Regions from separate parts of the Mus musculus genome. Here all the other regions are linked to region 3. The links are chromatin contacts, called in public HiCAR-type and HiChIP or PLAC-seq maps. All regions are on one chromosome and are shown on one strand. Each heading gives the region's core, a stretch centred on a gene start, on an enhancer-like site or on the middle of the called end of the contact. The rest is flanking DNA. Distances are from core to core; before and after follow the strand shown.

The links. HiCAR-type assays count read pairs that join an accessible place to other places. HiChIP or PLAC-seq counts read pairs in DNA pulled down with a chosen protein or histone mark.
Region 1: an H3K4me3 HiChIP or PLAC-seq map of embryonic stem cells shows a contact between it and region 3, with 8 read pairs. The contact joins the promoter of 9430085M18Rik here to the promoter of Abraxas1 in region 3. A contact is called at or near these places in 5 of 39 promoter capture datasets (the 3T3-L1 cell line, cranial neural crest, liver and 2 more), 1 of 15 datasets of contacts at CTCF or cohesin (large pre-B cells), 8 of 484 Hi-C or Micro-C datasets (the AML12 cell line, B cells, the BV-2 cell line and 5 more), 11 of 115 datasets of contacts at active chromatin or transcription factors (astrocytes, embryonic forebrain, embryonic hindbrain and 7 more) and 1 of 9 other capture datasets (embryonic stem cells).
Region 2: a contact with region 3 is called in a HiCAR-type map of astrocytes, with 4 times the contacts expected there. The contact joins the promoter of Cds1 here to the promoter of Abraxas1 in region 3. A contact is called at or near these places in 2 of 39 promoter capture datasets (cranial neural crest and hippocampal neurons), 1 of 484 Hi-C or Micro-C datasets (embryonic stem cells), 5 of 115 datasets of contacts at active chromatin or transcription factors (astrocytes, bone marrow-derived macrophages, differentiating embryonic stem cells and 2 more) and 3 of 9 other capture datasets (adipose tissue, embryonic stem cells and pancreatic islet).

Annotation. Positions count from the first base shown.
Region 1 is chr5:101,700,998-101,705,640 of GRCm38.p6, reverse strand. It overlaps 9430085M18Rik (a long non-coding RNA gene), which reads right to left and starts at 2,092. Exons shown (of 3, transcript XR_001785073.2): 1 at 1,531-2,092; 2 at 108-443.
Region 2 is chr5:101,763,004-101,767,263 of GRCm38.p6, reverse strand. Cds1 (CDP-diacylglycerol synthase 1) reads right to left here and starts at 2,134. Exons shown (of 13, transcript NM_173370.3): 1 at 1,775-2,134. The coding sequence starts at 1,891. It overlaps Gm42134, which reads left to right and starts at 2,001. Exons shown (of 6, transcript XR_880489.2): 1 at 2,001-2,294; 2 at 3,392-3,456. 9430085M18Rik (a long non-coding RNA gene) reads right to left here. Exons shown (of 3, transcript XR_001785073.2): 3 at 4,033-4,260.
Region 3 is chr5:100,818,882-100,823,235 of GRCm38.p6, reverse strand. Abraxas1 (BRCA1 A complex subunit) reads left to right here and starts at 2,301. Exons shown (of 9, transcript NM_172405.3): 1 at 2,301-2,405. The coding sequence starts at 2,319.

The sequences.
Region 1 (4,643 bases), core at 843-3,342, 880 kb before region 3:
TGCGAGCCTGTGTTTGATGACCTATGTTTGTGGGTGTGAGTAGAGACTAGTGCATGCCACAGCACATGGGTGGAGGGTGGAGAACAACCTTGGGTGTCGGCCCTCACCTTGTTCCAGTTGGGGACTCCTCCTCCTTCCCAGTTTGCCAAGAAATGTTCTTGTCGCTGCTTCCCACTTTCCTGTAGGGTGCTGGGAGCCACGCCAGTCTTTCTAAGGGTTCTGGGGTTCTGATTTCAGGTCCTTGGGCTGTGTAGCAAGTGCTTCACCCAAGCCAGTCATCTCCCCAGCCCATGTGGCGAACGTTTCCACTGGGTAGAGCATACGCAGTCAGAGTCCTGAGATTCCAACCGAGGGTTGGCAGGGGTCGTTTGCTTTCTCGAGATTGCTTTTCTCTTTATTGAAATGGGCGGAGTGTGCTGTTGTCTCTCCTGACTCTCGGTGTCCTTTGGGAGATGAGATGAGAAAGGGGAGGTGAAATTTCTTCAGAATTACAAAGCATTTTCTGTTAGTCCTGAAGCAATGCTACAAAATTCAAAGGGTCGCTATTTGCGTGCATTTCCTTCCTAATAGAAAGAACACCATTGGGCTGGAGACATGGCTAAGAGGCTAAGATCAGTGGCTGCTTTTCCAGAGGACCTCAGTTCAATTTCAAGCAACCACATGGTGGCTCACAACCATCTATAAATATAATCTGATGCCCTCTTCTGGCATGCAGGTGTACATGAAGATAGAGTACTTATATACATTAACTAAATAAATAAATCTTAAACAACAACAACAAACAACACCCACACTGTTGCCTGCCATCCCAGCACTCAGGAGGCTGAAGCAGGAGGATCATGAGATTGTAGCTAGTCTGGGCTACATAGCTAGCCTGTCACTTGAAAACCACAGACACTCCAAAACTACCATCCATCTTCCCTTCACCTGTCTCTCCTTTTGGAAGCAAGATCTAGAGTCTGCTGTGGCTAAAAGCGCCTGCACTCACTTGGGCCTGTAGGTGCCTGGTGCATTGCAGAGGGCAGAAGCAGACGTGGCCATATACTGTGACTCTCTTGTTCTGAAACATTTTCCCCTTCAGTCACCTAGAATTCTAGGTGGATAGACAAACACCTTGTACAAGAGTTGACAGTGTGTCCAGGCAACTGCAACTTCCTTACTGTGCTTTTACTAATCCCTAGACAAGGATCAGCCAGACCAGAGTGTAACCAAGACTGACCAATGGCATGTGTTTCCTCTGATTCCTGGATAATTTTCCTTGCCTGGATAATTCGGGGGCTCTTGACTGCCCCGCTGAACAGCACTGACAGGAGCAGCTGCCCTTCCTTCCTGCTGTGGTTTTACTGACTAAATGTCCTTTCCTGGTTTTCACACCTACTTTCTCTGGGTTTGGAGGTGAGTGGCTGGACCCAATATGTTGGAATACCCAGTGTCAGGGCCCTGACCAAGGATTGCAGTAGTATTTATACACATGTACACACACACACATATGCACACGCGCACCCTCCCACCCATCCCCCAGGAACACACCTCTCCTACCCTGGAATGTCACACGGTAACAATGGCAACGCAGGAAGAGGAAGGAACCTGGAGAACGCTCTCCTCAGTGCCCTAGTTCGTCACAGACGGGTCCTTGCAGCGTCATCTCTGGACATTCTGAGGAGTGGTATGCTAGAGGAAGGAGGGACCTCAGGGGCAACCAGCTTCTAGGTAGCAGAAGGGATCAAATTCTCAAACCGTTAGTGTGAGAGAGCAACACAAACTTCTGCTGTGAGGTGGATCTCACCACAGGCCCAGGCTGAGCGTGACCTAGGGCTGGTGCCTCTGAAGCAGGAGACAGCACAAGGTTTTCCACATTTCCTCGGGTATTTTGTTGCGGTGACGACAGATGGACTCACACCTCCGCTTTATCCTGTCGCTTTACTATTTGTTCGCCCTGTATTTCTGTGACCTGCTTACAGTTATATTTTCTTTCAGACTTTAACAGCTACCACCTCAGCCAGTTCAGGTGCAGTGTTTAGTGGCGGTCATGGCTTCCACGCCACCGCCACTGCTGACTCATCAGCTCCTCAGACCCCATGCACGCATGCGCTCACGCCCACGCACGCTCTTTCTGAGCCTTTTAAAGGAAAATACCTCTCTTTTTGCCCCTGTGTACTTTAGTGTATGTTTCTCTCTCTCTCTCTCTCTCTCTCTCTCTCTCTCTCTCTCTCTCTCTCTCTCTCTCTCTCTCTCTCGCTCTCTCTCTCACTCTCCCCCTCCCCTCCCCCTCCCCCTCCCCTCTCCCTCCCCCTCCCCCTCCCCCTCCCCCTCCCCCTCCCCCTCCCTCTCCCTCTCTTACCGGTAATCTAGCCCAATAAATTTACACTGTGCCATACTCTGAAATTGCTCATTCAGATTTCAGTTTTGTCCATTCTCCTAAAAAATGAACTTTCGGCCATTTTATCCTTCCTGGACAGAATCGGGAGAGAAATGTGTATTGCATTAAGTTGTCAAATGCTTATACCTTTAATTTGTATTTCCATGGCCTTTATCTTTTATGATTTGGACAGCTTTTTGGTTTTATTTATGCTTTTGTATGGCTGGGCTTGAATCCTCACTAAACCTTGTGTGATTTAGGCACGTGCTCTGCCGTTGAACTTCGTCTCTGACCCTGATTTGGTTGTGTCGAAGATTACTGTCCCCTCTTTCAATGAGTCAGGGCATTCGTCGTCTGGCTTTTCTGCTTGTCCTTGTGGTCAGCCCGCATTATGAGGAGGGACATGTCTCACGTGAGACTCTTCTGAAGCCTGCACCTGGAGTCATACCAGAACCATCTGCTCCTTGGCTGAGTTACCTGAGCTCAGCAGATCAAGAACTAACCTAGCTTCTCCCTGTGGGATTTTGATTACGGTTGCTTCCCTTGAAGCTATGATGCAAGAGGAGGGAAGAAAACACCAGTCTTGATCAAAAGTTCTCTCTGGGTTAGAATCCATCGGTGTACTTCACGTGATCCAGTCTCTCTGTGATAAAACTGTGGAACCTTCCTTGTGAATGCCAACACTCTTGTTTTTACTAATGTGCCCCTAGCAGTCTCCTGCTGGAGAGATCCTGGACTAATATCCCTTTTCTGTCAGTGTGATCAATATCTGGACCAAAGGCAAATTTAGGAGGAGAGCGTTGCTGTGCCTTATGACTCCAGAGGGGAGTCCAAGAGGACAAAGAAGGAGGGCTGCTGATCATCACTGTCTATCCACACACAGGAAGGAGGGCAGGAAAGGAGAGAGAGAGAGAGAGAGAGAGAGAGAGAGAGAGAGAGAGAGAGAAGGAGGGCTGCTGATCATCACTGTCTATCCACACATAGGAAGGAGGGAAGGAAAGGAGAGAGAGAAAGAAGGGAGGAGAGGGGAGAGGGAGAAAGAGAGAAAGGAGGGAAGAGAGAGAGGGGGGGAAGGGGAGGGAGAGAAAAAGGAGGGAGGGGGAGAGGAGAGAAACACATAGAGAAAGACGGAGAGGCAGAGAGAAGAGAGAGACAGAGATAGAAGAGGGGTCAGGGATCAGAAAGTAGGGTAAGGACTTAAACCCTCAAAGTCCATTCACACTCTCCCCCCCCCCCACTGACACACTTCCTCCAGTGAGGCTTCATCTCCTGAAGGCTTCATAACCTCCCCCAAATAGCATCACCATCATGGGAGCAAGCATTTAGACACACAAGGAGGATTTCCTCACTGAAGCCACCAGAGAGAACATGTATCAAATCTATCGTCTCTTCACCTTTCCAGATCTCTCGTCTATCTTTCTACATAACGTATGACCTCACGAGTTCTTCATTTTCTGTGTTTTATTGTTGGTTGTGCTGCTGTTTTCGTTGTCTTCGATCTGCCAGGGGATGTTGGCATTTGTGTCCTTTGTCTCTAATGTTGTTGTTGTTTTCTTGTGGCTGCCTGTGCTGTCCTTGGCTCTGTCCTGCTGTGGCCCTGGGATTAGGGAGCACTTCTTCCTAGCTGAGTGGCAGCTGCGGGGTGTGACAGGGAGAGGAGCTGCAGTCCTGGGGCAGGACAGTGCTGGGCCTTTCTGTGATGCAAGCAGAGGACGATGGATCCATGAAGCCACTGTCTGACAAACTGGTTTGCTATGAGGAGGAAAACTGGGTTTGAGATGTAAGCAATCCAGTGGCTCTGTTAACTTATAATTAACCTGCAGCTTGAAATCTGGGTCAGGCAACCTGGGTCCATGTCTCAGCTTCCACTTGCTGGCAGCATGGACTTCCCATCTGCAAAAAGTGATTAGCAGGGCACAGCATAAAGTAACACAGAGATTATGTAAATAAACTGTGTAAGTGCTGAGGAAGAACCCACGTGGAATATTTCCACACACCGAAGTTCTTCCTGCAAATGCTACCTGCTGGAGACTGCCCTGCTCTCTTCACTTTCCTTGTTTCAAGTGGATTAAAATGTAGACACCGTTTGTTTCAAGAGGAAAGGAATTCTGCTTCTATTATTCAGTTTTGTGACCATGTATGAAACTTAGACGATCATTGGGAGACAACTTTTGTTTATAGGCAGGGGAAAGAAAGTTCTCTTAGGGCTTTTGAAACAGGCTCTGAATGTATTCCCAAGTTGGACCAGAGCTTGAGGCAATCCTGCCTCATCCTCTAGATGCTT
Region 2 (4,260 bases), core at 885-3,384, 940 kb before region 3:
TTGAGAAGGGACTCCAGAACCACAGGGATATTTCAGCACAGTTTGAACATGCTCACCCTCTTCTAAGAAACATTGACAAAACCAGTCGCAGATGCAACACACTGCATTTGGAAAAGCCACATCCACCGAGATGTGAGACCGACTCAGTGACAGCCAGCAGTGCAGCATTTACAAACAAACAAACAAGCCGGTGGGGTAAGCAAGTCACCGAGGGATCAGGCTAATGAGTCAAGACACCACAGAAGCTGTTCCTAATTTAAATACATCCTGGTGCTTAAAAATAAGACGTTACACTCAAAAGCCGGTTTGTGCGCCGTTTCCCCATTTCCAGAACATGTTTTTTCTTAATAAAAGCTCGTTAGCTTCCTCCAGTTAAGGAAGTCGACATGAGGAGGCTGGTATTTCCTTGATTCTAAAGGATACCAGGGCTAAAACAAAATCCCAACCTAATTAATTCTATTTTGGGTCTGGTTTCCAAGGCACTCTTCACGGAGCTGCTCTCAGCCCATGGCTTTCCGTTTTTCAACCTTCCACAGCTGGAAAGTGTGTTTATTCTGTGTCACTCCTCGGCAGCACAAATGTTTCCCAGACTCTCATCTTAACTCCCTATCCATCAGGAACAGGGAAGAAGCTGTGGTTCTAAAATCACGTATTTATTGCTAACCATATTGTTGCGGCAGCACAGATTTGTAACTCAAGCTCTATCAAGTTCATCTGTGTAAGTTTTGGGAGGAACTTCCCCCTCAGTCACACTGCCAGAGAGCGTCAGAACAGCAAAAGGCAAAAGACAGAAAACAGAGAAGTTAGTTCCACTACCAAAAGGCAGAGAACTTGACCTTGGGCAACGCAAGTCCATTTGGGTTGTCTGTCTTTTGTGTCTGTTTGAGCCCCGGGCCAACCTTGAGCTGACTACAAAGCTGAGAATGATCTTGGCAGTCCTTGCCTCCACACCTACCCCCAAGTGCTGGGATGACGGCAGATACCACCACACTACATTCCACAAAACAGAAATCCAAGAATGATTCAAAAGTTTTGAGTCTCTCAAGCGAAGAGGAATTCTGTAAGCAAACTCGTATAGCAAATCTATTCTCTGGCCCAATTTCATAATCTACCAAGCTCATGCAGCCATAAAACTTTTATTATTTTTCCTCCTAAGTTCTTACTGGCACTGGTTTATCAGAAAACACACCTAAACGTTTGACTCTTCCTAGCTTCAATTATAATAGTGACCGTACATATCCGCATATTTTAAAATATGAAGCAAAGTTCATCTATTTTAAAGCGGGGGAGGAGTGGCGTGCTAAAAGTCTGGAATTAGCCTGTTCGGTTAAATGAAATCCACCGATGGGACAACTGCCTGGTTTGAGGCGCACTTACATGTTCCCCATATATGACAGCCTCAACCCTCCGAAATCTATCAGCCAGAAAAAAAGAACAGAGAAACGAAAGCGCAGCTTGGAGGAGCTCCAGAAGCCGGTCTGCGCCAGGCTCCAATGACAGGCTAGGACCCAAGGTGCCCGTCTTAAGTTTACTCCCAACTTTGTCGCCCTACCAAGGAAAGGCGAGAGAGGTGACAGCCACTAGACAGCCAGAGCGCCTGCGGGGACGGGTTCCATCCTGACCCCAGAACCAGGAGATCCGGGAAAGAAGCTAGAGTGCAGTCCGGTTCCGGAACGGCGGCCCGGCCGCGCACGCCCCGGGACAGAGGACGAGCAGGACCCCCCACGACACGCCCGCTCCAGGGGCGCGGCCCGGCCCCGCCGCACTCACTCACTTTGTCGCTGGTGCTCTCGGTTTCGTGGTCACCGCCGGCCGCCTCTCCCTCGCGGGGTGGCGGCGCCCCCGCTCCCCCAGGGCCGGGGCAGCCCCCGCGGTGCCGCAGCTCCAGCATGTCCCGCTCCCGCGTCGCTGGGCTGGCGTCGTCTAGCGCCCCGCCACCGCGGAGCCGCGCCGGGTCACCCCCAGAACGGCATCAACGAGCGAGCGCTCGAGGCCGCCGGCAGGGTGTGCGGACCGGCGCGGGCGGGGACGCGGCGCCGTTGCCAGGTGCGCCGTTCCACGCACTGGCCCCAGGGGGCGGAGGAGCAGCACGGCCCTCCCTCGCGCCTCGCGACCGCGCCACCCGGCCCGCCCCACCTTCCCGCCGCCGAGCTCCCGCAGCGCGGTCACGCGCCGCAGGCCCCGCCCCGCTCGCCCCTCCGCGCTGCACTGCGGTGCCCGAGGCCCCGCCCCGGGCGATGACGTCAATGCTCGGGCCCTGCCCCGGCTCCCTGGGCAGGTGGGGGCACGGAAAGGTACGCGAACGGCCGAGGACGAGGGACGAGCCAGGGACGGAGGAACGCGGGGGCGAGCCTGGGCGCCGCCGGGAAGTCCTCCTTGGCGCAGGGATGTCAGGCGGAGTTCAACTGACTCCTCCAAGGGACTCGGCCCTGCTTGACACGCCGCAGCGTGGCGGAGCGTCGCAGGCGTCCCCAAGCAGAAACTTGCTGGGCAGGACAGACCCGTTGGCTCTGCGTTCCAGCCAGTGCTTAACCTCCCTGGTGCCTGGGGATGAGTTGGCCAACAGTTTCAATATCGTACCCAGGTTCTGTACTGGGGAAACTCGGGGTTTTGAGTCTCTCAGAGAGTTTCTACCATAGGATCCACAGACAGCCTTTGATGCCCTAGGGCGCCGCTGCGGGGTACCTCTCTGAAAGACAAGGACCTTGGGACGCTAAAGGTGGAACAGGATGGACACATGATCTGGTTTAACTCTAGTCTAATCCTGTTAGCAGGTGCTTAGGGGGTTTTTTCACACATATTTGCGAGCTGGTCCTTAAAGGCCAAAGACACACATCCGTAATTCACACAAACCAGACAGAGGAGCACCTTTATTGTAATAAATCAACAATTTATCAGGTCATTACTAAAAATAAGTAATATGTTGTCCTTAAAGCCTCATAACTAACCAGCAAAACCAAACGTCAGAGGAGGATGCAATGAAAAACAGTAGACTCAGGTAGAGAGACACTTGCAGCCAAAACTGATAACCGGAATTCAATCCCCAACATGATGGACATAGAGAACTGCCTCCAGAAAGCTGTCCTCTGATCTCCACGCTGACACCCACACATATAAATAGATAAATATCATTTAAAACTAATGGAAGATATGAGATGGACGTGGTGTGGGTTTTCCATAAGGAACGGAAGACTGCTAGTAATTAGGTCAATTGATCTACATTGTTTTGGAGGGCCAGAGAAAAAGTACTTCTGGATACAAAGATAAAATGACCGTGGGGGTGGGGGGTGGGGGAGTAAGGGGTGGGGACCACAGAGGCTGGAATGGGTTGGCTCTGGCTGTTGATCCTACCCAGCAGAAAGGACCAGAGTTCCTTTCAACTTTCTTCCAGGAAGTTGAGGAGCCAGTGTTCTAACCCCCGTGGTGCCAATTATCTCCATGGCCTCTAGTAAGCAGGTAAGCCTATGTCCCCATCAGTGAAAGGAATAACAAGGAGGTTAGCCTCTCTTTTAGCTGTTCTGGTGCTTGTGTCAGAGGTGTCAGTGTCAGACTCACAGGCACAGGGAGGTAGCTCAGCACTTCTCCCTCCCTCCCTCTCCCTCCCACAGACAACCTCTAGGTTTTCTTCCTTTTCTTTCTTCTCCCTTTGGGGTGGTAGAGGAGGAAAGCCTGCTGAGGCAAGAGGAAACCGGAGAAGTCAGTCAGAGTAACAGAAGAAGTAGTACTCCTCCACCCAGGGAGGAGGGAGAGAACAGAGCCATCACCGTGCTCCCACCCTTCCTGAAGTTTGCCACTCCCTGTAGTTCAGCTGAGATGGTGATTTATTTTTGTCTTCATTATAGTTATTGATGCTCACTGAATGATCAATGGAACCACAGGCTTGCCACAGAGCCAGCCCCTACCCTCAGAACAGTCAGCAGTGCTTGTTGAAGAAGTGAATGAAGAAACAAATGGGTGGAGATCTATAGCCTGATGGGAAATTATTTGGCCTTTATGCTTTGTGTTTTATGTTTTGACTTACATGGTGCGATGTAACTATTCTTGGTTGTTAACTTGACTACATCTGGAATTAACTAAAACCCTGTGAGGGATTTTTTTCTCGACTGGATCATTTGAGGTAGGAAGACCCACCTGAAATCTGGGTCACACACTCTGGTAGCAGCCTCCATAAAGAACATGGAAAAAGTGAGCTGTTTGCTTGCTTGCTTGCCCTTGCCCTCCATGGCAAGTTCCCTTTCTTCACTGTATCAGAACCCACTT
Region 3 (4,354 bases), core at 1,052-3,551:
ATGCCTTTACTTTCAGTTCTGCGAGGGCTAAAGTTATATGTTAAGTTTTAACTACTGTGCTTAAGAGATCTATAAAACAAAAAACGCCTCTAACCTGTAAGCCCCACTTGCCCAAGGGCAGCCAGCTTCCTGGAATGCTGGGGGCTGCGGTTCAAGTAAGATAACAAGCCAGGTGTTTTCACTTCTGTGAAGAAGGTTGGTTGCTCCAGCTGCACAGGAAGTGCTTGGTCACATGCATGATAGAGAGGTATGTAGGCAGGAAGTATGTCCGGATATGATTGCTGTTGATTGGATGAACGTGGGAATACGGAGTCTTGTGGGGTTTACAGCCATTCTCTGGGCATCCAAGGTATGGAACTGGCCGGTGTCCATCATCCTGACCAGTATCTAATAAAGCCTGCTTTACATTTTGCTCAAAAATTGTGGTACTAGTCTTATTTTCACCTGGTAGGATTAACACTTCTTCTTACTGCTTTGTATACCATTGTACGGTCACAACATGGTGATGTAGTTTTCAGACAGCAATAGGGTCTAGTGAGGGTGTTATCCCAGAACACAGCTGTGATGGTCTCAAAGATATGCCCACACAGTCTAGAAATCTGAATAGTTTCTGGTTGGTGGCACCATTTGGATAGGTTCAGGAGGTGTGGTCTTGCTGAAGGAGTCACTGGGGGCAGGCTTTGAGAATTAAAAGACTTGTGCCAATTTTAGTTTGCTCTCTCTGCATCTTTCTCGAGGTTCAGGGTGTCCTCTGCTTGCTGTACCATGCCTGCCTGCTGCTTGCCAGGCTCCCTGCTGTGACGGTGATGGGCTCCTATCCCTCTGGATGTGTAAGCCCAAATAAACCGTCCCTTCCGTAAGGTTCCTTGGTCATGGTGGTTTATCACAGCAACAGAAAAGCAATTAATATTCAGCAGAAATGTCACCACACCCAAGGTCATCTGCTCCATACTTAAAAGCTAATATTCAGAGAATGAGAGTTGGTGGAAGGAAATCGGGTTTATTCAAGACTTTGTATTCTGAGATGTGGGAAACTATTTCTCCCCTCAAACTTGCATATTAGGGAACTCGGGTACATGAGAACTCCTTCACAAGGGGGGGGGAGGTGCCGAGGTCAAAGGGTGGGAAATGTACGTGCTGGGTAGGATCTTTGTCATCTAGGACTGTTGTCTTTATTCTCCTGTCACAACCAGCCTTGAACTCTGGTGGCTAGCTCATGTAATGAAAACTAAATACCATGGGCCTTTACATGTATTATGTATAATTATATATGTGATACATATGATAGTACCACGGAATATATATTAATACATACACATTCTATAATACATATGTATTATACATATGTTTTTCTTTTTTTTCTTTTTTTTTTTTTTTTTTTTGGTTTTTTGAGACAGGGTTTCTCTGTGTAGCCCTGGCTGTCCTGGAACTCACTGTAGACCAGGCTGGCCTTGAACTCAGAAATCCGCCTGCCTCTGCCTCCCGAGTGCTGGGATTAAAGGCGTGGGCCACCACCGCCCGGCACTATACATATGTATTCTATAAATTCTCCTTTCCTAGGGGGAGGAGAACTCCACAAGCTATTAGTGACCACAGAGTGGAGCTGTGACTTCTTCCATGTTGCCACTGACAAGCTAATCCTGGCTATTGCACAACAAAACTGAGACATGCAATACTAATGCAATTCAGGAGCATGCCACTTTGCCAAGTTTCAATTATTTAAAAACCATCGGCTTTTTAAATTGTGTATGACACGTGTGAAATACATGTCAATCCCTCACCTTCTCACTTACTTTAGTCATATCAAATGATCCAACACAATATGTTCGTGCTTATCATTGAACTTTCACAATGTTATAAACATACATAGTCTTTAAACTAGACTCAGTTCATAACTTTATAATTGCAAGCAAACAAACCAAAGAATCAAATACACACAGACAGAATAACGCAACACAGCGGGAATACTCTAGAGAAGATAATTCCCACCCACCACTGGTTATTGATCTTCCATAAGTTCCAATAGATGAAGGGCAGTGGAAACCCCAAAAAGACATATCCGTGGTATTAAAATATTGCTAAGCGATTCTTATTTTTACAACCATTAGTAGCCTTAAACTATGCATAAACAGTGTTTTCCATGCATGCTGCAGGTGTCTCAGCCAAGCTGATGAAAGAAGCACCCTACCCGGCTAGAGGACACCGCGCTCCCTACAACCCGCGTCTCCCGGTGCGCAGGCTCAAGCCCCGCCCCTACGCTCCAGCCTCCCGTCATGCTCCGCGATAGTGGCTGTGGCGGCAGCGACCGAGGCGGCAGTATGGAGGGCGAGAGCACGTTGGGGGTGCTGTCTGGCTTCGTGCTCGGCGCGCTCACTTTCCATCATCTCAACACAGACTCAGACACGGTGAGCCGGGCGCGGCTGCCGACCCCGCCCGCAGTCCCCGCTCGCTCCGTGGGTTCGCGGAGCAGGGCGCCCTCCCGGGCTCTCATCCGGGCCCTTTTTCTCTGCTCGCCCTTGGGCTTGGAGGAAAGTTCCCCGGGGCCTCCGGCTCGGCGACGAAAGTCGGGCAGCTTACCTGCCTCGCTACCCTGCTGTGCGAAGGATCCCGGCGCCGGGTCCTACTCGCAGCGCGTGAGCGTCGCGAGGCTCGGGAGGACGAGCAGGGGCGAGCCAGACCCCGCACCCAGCCGCAAGGGGCTGGCTAGTTGTAGGGCTACCCTGGCATGAGGCTGTAAGATCCGGCTATTTCTGTGCTACTTTCCGTTACAAACGCACCTTGTCCAGGATCAGATGTGTAAATGCATTTTTAAGCCTTTGCCTCCTTTCGAAGCCCGTGAGTGACATTGAAAACAAATTTTAAGGCTTTTTTTTTTTTTTTTGGTAGATTAAAAACTTACCGTAAAACTTTGAGGTCTGGCAGTAGCATCTTGTATTAAGTTCTTAGTAACATAAAGAAAGAAACTAGAAACATCTAAAATGAGTTTGGGGTCTGCACGAATACAGTGCAGAGAGCACCATACTGAACAGTGTGGAGTAAGGTATTTGAACTGTTGAGTCCTTCGCTTTAAGTGTCAGATCTGCGTTGCCTAAATTGCTTCTCAGCACAGTCCCAGTGATAGGAGTGTACAATGATTTTGATGTGCAGTACATCAAAATACCAGGGGGAAACAAATGACATCTTTGAATGCGCGAGGTACTCACCGGGCAGCACATAATGGGATGATACATTAGCATGGCTCTACGGGAGGATGATACACAAACTTCATACTAAACACAAACACGTGTGTGTGTGTATCTGTGGGACTTATTTTAGAAGATGTTTAGCGTGAACATAAGTAAACTGCCCTAAGTCTGTAGTTTATAGGATTAGCCCTTGTACACTACATCTTGGTGTTTGACCCTAGTTTCTCAGATATTTTAACTTTTGTTTGTTTGTTTGAAGAGTCATTTACTGAGCATCTGTGGATCACACATGGGCAGTGCCCAAGTAGACCAGAAGAGGGCATAACATCCCCTGGAACTTAATGGGAGATAAAGATGTGGGCGCTGAGAACTAAATCCTGTTCTTTTGCAAGAGCAGCCACTGCTCTTAATGACTGAATCGTCCCTCCAGCTCAACTAAAGTTTTTAGAGTTGGTTTCTGAATAATTGTACTTAGAATTGACTGGTACTTTTCCTAGTTTTTAACATTGGGAGTATCAAAATCAAGAACATTTGCAATTGCAGATTTTTACCCACTTGATTCTGTTAAAAGACTGGGACATTCCTATGTTTGTTTGGTTGGTCGTTCGATTATTTTGATGAAATGGAGGCAGGGCATTATAAACCAATTTTAATGAATAGAAGAGTTCACTTGATCTTTAAATGCACCCAAAGAAAAAACTTGAGTCACTGAAATGAGAAAACAAAACAAAAACTCAAAAGGCTGCCTGTATTTTAAAAGAAAACAGGCACACAGTAGACCCACTGGGAAGCAGATGTAACTGAATTACAAATCTTTATTTTTTTTTAATAATTTTTAGACAGATTTACATCTGAAAACATTGATCACTTTAGCATTCCATAGCTAAGAAACCTCCACTGACACTCAGAAATATGTGTAAAATCCAGACTTGGGCTGCTCATTTGGATTATCTTGTGGGACTTTACCCTCTTGTTACAACTGTCCACAGAAGCCTTGCGCTTCAAGACAAACTGCTCAGCTGAGCTCTTAAACAGACTTAAAACTTTTATGCATTTGAGTTAGGGGTGCTTCACTCTCTGCCTTCCCAAACTATTACCAAGCCCTTTAAAGTCAGTTCTACTCAGCCTGGCGTGGTGGCGCTCGCCTTTAATCCCAGCACTTGGGAGGC